2 separate regions of the Sus scrofa genome follow, and region 1 is linked to region 2. The links are chromatin contacts, called in public HiChIP or PLAC-seq maps. All regions are on one chromosome and are shown on one strand. The core of a region is the stretch at or near the end of the contact, and the rest is flanking DNA. Distances in the headings are between cores, read along the strand shown.

Region 1 (2,969 bases), core at 177-2,676, 46 kb before region 2:
CTGGTGGTGTTGATGTACACATATACTTTTAGTACAGCTGTAGGGTCATTGCATGATAAACACAGTGCTTTGCCACCTCGTTTGATGTCAGAATCATCCACATTCTGCTGTGCCTTGAAAGCGCAACACATAAAAGTTCTCTTTTTTGCTTCTTGTTTTGGTGGATGGGCACTAGTAATTAAAAAAAAAAAAAAGGCATGGTATTGCAGTACTGATGACACTTGAAACATTTTCAAGTTTTAACTGTGTCTGGGCAGTTTGTGGTTGCAAAGAGAAGAGAGCGCCACATGCACCGTGATGCCTGCTCTCCTGGCTGCTGTGGCCGGGAGGCAGCCATAGACAGAAGGCACATAAACAGATGAGCACAGCTCTGCTCCAGTGCAGCTTCATGGGCCACACAAGATGGGCAGAGGGCTGTGTTTGGCCTGCTGGTCACCTTTGGCCGACGCTTGGTCTCAAGTGTGTAAAATACGTAAAAGAAAGAATCCAGCGGCTCTCACCTAACCTTTCCTTCGGCCACGATGTGATGCACTACCGCTGTGGTACTTGCCTGTGCTTCTCCTGTAGTTCTGTGAGGTGGATCATTTTTAAAGCTCCTGTTACATATTGCCAAGTTGCTTTCTAGAATGTGTATGCCCTGCTTTTTAAACATCTGTATTTGATCCTTATCACTACAGACTTTAAAAATTTAGATAAGACTTTGAGGCTAACACCTCTACTCGATTGTACCTCTGTTGAGTAAGTAGAGTTGTCCCCTTCCTGTTGCTATAAAGCTGCCAGTGTTTGGGTATGTTCTTCTAAAAAAGCAGGTGATTTCTTCTAGTGTGTCTTTTGGCCATCTAGCTTAAATGCCACATCCTTTTAAACTAGTACATCCTAAATTCTGTTCTGTATATACTTTAGCCATTCAGAAGAGAATGTTGAATAAATCTGCCAGTTGTTTGGTAACTGGGCAAATAAACTGCCAGGTCTCCCTGTAACCACACATTTGCTTAATAGAAGTTACTTTCTAATTTGTGTTCTCAGTTTTTCTACTAACTTCAAACTCAGGGCCCCCACCCATTTTGTCTCTGCAAGCAAAGAATCTCTATAACACAAGACTCTTGTAAATGGGGACAACATTGAGGCCATTCCTAGTTGAGACACAGCTTAGTGAAGCTGACACAAAATATGGTTCATAGAGCTAATAGCATTTTTGAATTCAAAGGAACACTGGAGCTAATTCATTTCATCTATCATTTTATTTTATTCTTGAGTTAAATTCACCAGGTTCCCTGGCTTTGTTGATAGCAGAGCAAATCTTGTGACTAGAACTAGAACCTAGATCCGCTGGCTGCTCTGCCATTTTTTTGGCAAACCCAGATAGCCAAAGGCTAAAGAAATACTGCAAGATTTTCAGAGTGCCGTGCTGCTTTGTACCATTCAGGCTTACTACAATACATTACCTAGAGGGTGGTCTCAGTATTTCAAACAAAGAAGAAAGAACTAAGGGATAACGTAAGACATCTTAAATTTTTAAAGTCCTAAGTGTGAAATAGCTTTTCTTTGAAATTTTATTCCCTTCAGTAGCATAAAACATACTGAGGAAAGTTATAATGGAGCTTCAAGTCATAACCAACAAAGAGTGAGTCTTAAACCCATGATATTTCTTGTCCGATACATGAAATTATTTACTTTTGTATTAGGCAGGAGACTAAGCAACATAACTTGAATAATGAGTCACAACAAAAGTGAATTTAAGATTAATAGGCATGTAGATATAAGGAAAGGAGAAGTTAAGTTTAAATCAGTTGTACAAACTGAAATTGTTGCTTAGGGCAGAACTTTGGTGATTATCCATTGAACCACGGAACTTCCTCTTTTACTGACAGTTAAATTGAGGCCTGGAGAAGTTTAGAGACTTGCCAGATCCCGTAGTTCCAGCAAAAGGACTATAATTCACCTTCACGTGAAGATCAGACAACTGGGAGGCTTTGGATCCCTTCTGAAACGGTTAGAGAAAAGTGTGTGAGGGAGTCTTCCCCTAGTAAATCACGCTTCACCCCACGCTTGGAGAGGCCGAGAGGAGGCTGCCAGGTGCCAGTTACTGAGCTAGGTATCGGATTTGCATAAAGGCACTAAAGCTCAAACAAAAGGCCGTGTCAGAAGCTCTTGGTTACTGAGAACAGAGATAGCAGTATTCATTTTCTGTGTCCTTCATGGTTCAGTTGCAAATAAGACACATTTTGTTTTTTTCAATTTGGAATTTTGTTGTTGTTGTTAGACTGTAAAAAGCCTTTTCTCTTGTTTTGCTTTGTTTTCCAGGTCTTTAAAGCTACTGTAAGAAATTTCTCCTAAATTTTACCTAATTCAGAAAAGTATTCATCCTTTTGTAACAGATGTGTGTTCACATATGCACGTGTATGTTTGTGTGTGTGTGCTTAAAATTGTTTTGTTTCAGAATAGGTTTATTTGGGGGAGCTTGATCTTTTAACAATAAGAGGCTTCAGTTTATAGCCACATGCATTGGAAGATTTTTAAGATTATTCTTATATCTCCCACATTCAGTTTTCTCACTAATAGAAAGATCAGTGGTATCACCTATGATAAAAAATGATGAGTTAACAACATCGTTTTTGTTTTGTTTTGTTTTGTTTTGGGGCAGGGGTGAGTACTTGGCATGTGGAAGTTCCCAGGCCAAGGATCGAACACAAGCCACAGCAGTGACAATTCTGAATCCTTAACCACTAGGCCACCAAGGGACTTCCACCATGGGTCTTTTTGTTTGTTTGTTTATTTTGACTCGGGAGTTATTTTAAACCAAAATGTCTTTTTCAAGTGTTTAAGTCCTTGAATAGATACTGGCCGAGTGTTAGGGGAGAAAGTATGGTTGGTTGGTGGTAGGGCACCTTATTTAGGACTTAAAATTTAGAGATAATCCACACACTCAGCTGTGTAAAAATGAATCAGTAGTTTTATTTAGATTTTAT
Region 2 (3,150 bases), core at 142-2,641:
TTTGATCTCCAGTCTGGGAACTTTCATATGCCAGAGGTGCAGCCCCGAAAATAAAAGAAAAGAAAAAAAGTGTGTGTGTGTCTTTTCTGAAGAAAGGGAAGGGAAATTAGGATGAAGAAAAACTCGAGTCTGGTAAAATGGCCTGAACTTCAGCAGAACAGAGATTGCTTTGCAGGGGTAGGACAGCGGCTTGGAAATGAAAAACCGAATTTAGGAGTATTTCTGAGTGAAGGTTGGGAGAGAAGTGATGCCCTGGGAAGAAAGCTGGGTGTCCTTTAAGTTGAGATGTTGGAAGAGAATCCATGTAAAAAGGTGGAAGTCTGAGGAATCAGGTTTGAAAGGAATAGGTCTTGCCCAGGGTTCCTCTGCAGGGAGCTGCTGGGATAGGCAGGGTGGTGAGCATGGGATAAACCTGGGGAAGAATGAACTGAGTTGGAGACAAAGGAGGGTGTAGGAGGTGGCTGGGCTTGTTTGGAAGTCAGCTGGAGACCCACATGATCGAGTGGGTCCCCATTCCTTCTCTAGTACTGAGCGTGTCCTAATATCTACACGAATGAGCGCTGGTTGCATGAGGGGGCAGAACAGGAGTGGGTCATGGGAACCCTCAACTTCCCAGGGCTGAAGGGGGGCCTCACGGATCAGAGCTCTCTCTTCTCATCCTCTACAGTGAACCTCGAGACCCAGAGACGTTCAACTGCGTCTCCAAGGCCACAGGGCCAGTTCAGTAGCAAAGCCCGAAGGCGCCCCTTTCTTCTTCCCAACATCTTTTTGGCACACGCATTTTGGCCCTTTCAGCACTCGTGAGAGGCCAAGGGACGCATCCCTGGGTGAAGCGGAAATCCTGCTAGTGCCACGGGTCTCGGACACCGCCTCCGCGCCGCCTGCCACTCGCTGCACCCCCACGCCCCAGTGGCTGCAGAGGCTGCCACCAGATAAAGGGTGACGACAGCTGGGAGCACGCGCCGAGGCTGTGCGTCAGCCTGTGGCCACGGCTGATTTATTTTGGAACCGCCTGGTTGAACTAGTCACGTCGAGGGCGCTTCTCAAACCCACGGCCCGCTGAGCACATTGACAAACCAGCAAATCCCGGGACGCGGCCGCCCCGCCCCAGCATGGTAGGAGACCAGCCCTTTAGAGGCTGGGAGCGGCGCTTCTGCGAGGGCGAGGCCGAAAAGGGCGAGCATGGGGACGGATCTGGGCGCCCCGTCGCCCCCTAGTGACCCTGCTCCGCTCTAGGTCGCGAGAACAGTGGCGGCCACGGGATTGGCTCCCGCGAGACGGGCCCGTGCGGCGGGGCGGGGCGGGGCGCGACGGAACCGAGCGGCGTGTGGTGGGCGGGGCGTCCGTCGAAGGGGCGTGGCGCGGCGCCGCGTGCGGTGAGCGGGCGCGCAGGGCCGCCGCGGGAGGCAGGCGGGCGGTGTCTACGCCTGGAGGGGTGAGGATAGTGCGGGGGAGCCGTCAGAGCCGGGCCGGGCCCTCCTAGCCGGGCATTCTTGCCTGTAGAGGATGGCGACTGTCGCGGTCGGTGGGGAGGGATGAGGATGTGGGAGGAGCAGCCTGCGGCGGAAGCCGGGAGGACAGCGGGGGCGGGGTGTCTCCGGGGAACTAGGCTGGGCCTTCCTTGGGTGGAAAAGGCGAAGCGAGAGTCCCCTTGGGATCCCCACTCCGCCCCCAGCCGTGGTCCGGGTCGCCCTTGCACGGCCGAGCCCAATCTGCGAGTTGCTATAGGCAACTTGCCCCGCTTCACCTGGGACGTGCTGGTTAGAACACGGACAGCTTTACAGGCCTCCATCCCACTGAAGTGACCCCCATCTGCCTCCCCCCCGCCACCCAGAGCAGACCTGGGAGGCCACAGGAGGCCTCCTGACCGTTCACCCTGCCTTTTTACTATCAGGGTGAAGGCCCCCCACACAAGTTTCCCACCAGGCCCCGACATGCCTGTCCTTGTGAGGCAAAAACTTCAATGGGATCCTTCCTCTCCCTAAAGGTATGTAGAAATACAGGAGGGCACATCTTGCTTGCTATTTTGTGCTGTAGAAGTCAGATTTCAGCTCAGTTGTGGAGCAGCGAGGTTTCTCTGCTCCCGGGAGAGCTCTGACAATAGAGATCTTTGTTTTGGAATTTCTTCCTCACTCTGGAACCCCAGAATTCAGATGTCCAGCCAGAACAGCCATTAGGTTAAAATTTCCCATCAGTTGTCTTTCATTAAACTGGAAAAGCCTGGATAGTTATAAAATATAGGTTCCAGTGGATGATATCTGTTTTTTTCCTTTCCTCACTCAAAAAGCCTCGTGGCGGGGCAGCTGGTTCACCCATTCAAACGGAAGGATGAGATCAGTTCATAGGAACATGATGTGAATGGAAGCAGCCTGTCATTGTAAGTCTGGCCTTTGATTAGTCACCTGATGTCTTTCCTGGGGTGACATGACCTTGAGACAGTAAACTTCAACGGGGCTGATCTGTGTTATCAGCCGGCAGGGTTTGCATTAGTTCTCTTTTTGTTTCTTCCTGGACCTCTTTGAGTCACATTAGAAAGGATGAGTACTTTTCATGTGGCTGTAATGAGTCAATTCATAACATTGTTACTCTTCCCCAAATGACAGAAGGAAAGGGGGAATCAGGCCGTGTCTTATGGTTACCACTGGTTGTTATAAGAGGAGCAGGTTCCCTAAGGGATGGAGGAATGAATTTCATGATTTTCTCCTCTCTCTTTCAGAGACCCTCCCCAAGAAATGGGTTAGAAATGGGGAGAGCAAACAGTAGTTGGGTGTGATCACTCCAGGGCATTAGCAATCAATTGATCCGTCATTCCACTCTGGGGAGAAATGAGAGCTATATGTGGAGGAGAGGTAAAGTCACCAGTATGGAGCTGCATTTTATATTTGACTCCTTGTGTCTTTCTGGTAGATGCAAATAGTACGACACTCTGAACAGACACTAAAAACAGTTCTCATCTCAAAGAACCCAGCGCTGGTGGCACAGTACGAGAAGTTAGATGCTGGGGAACGGCGTTTGATGAACGAAGCCTTCCTGCCAAACAGTGATCTCTTTGGACCCATTACTTTGCATTCGAAGTCAGATTGGATAAACTCCCACCCTGAGGCTCCCCAGGACTTTGAAGAGTTTTTCAATGATCCTTACAGAAAGACA

The links. HiChIP or PLAC-seq counts read pairs in DNA pulled down with a chosen protein or histone mark.
Region 1: an H3K27ac HiChIP or PLAC-seq map of alveolar macrophages shows a contact between it and region 2. The contact joins the enhancer-like site here to the promoter of AMZ2 in region 2. A contact is called at or near these places in 4 of 47 Hi-C or Micro-C datasets (adipose tissue, blood, fetal liver and 1 more) and 2 of 2 datasets of contacts at active chromatin or transcription factors (alveolar macrophages and skeletal muscle).

Annotation. Positions count from the first base shown.
Region 1 is chr12:11,939,523-11,942,491 of Sscrofa11.1, reverse strand. The region is part of intron 2 of GNA13 (guanine nucleotide-binding protein subunit alpha-13); the gene reads left to right. Among named protein-coding and RNA genes, the nearest start is that of GNA13, 26 kb to the left of the region's middle. Within about 2 kb of position 1,426, at least 21 of the 83 cell types and tissues checked have an H3K27ac peak or open chromatin away from gene starts, as enhancers often do. A contact at or near this core is called in adipose tissue, alveolar macrophages and retroperitoneal adipose tissue, where this site is marked.
Region 2 is chr12:11,893,252-11,896,401 of Sscrofa11.1, reverse strand. It overlaps AMZ2 (archaelysin family metallopeptidase 2), which reads left to right and starts at 1,391. Exons shown (of 9, transcript NM_001243604.1): 1 at 1,391-1,435; 2 at 1,895-1,987; 3 at 2,288-2,377; 4 at 2,908-3,150. The coding sequence starts at 2,908.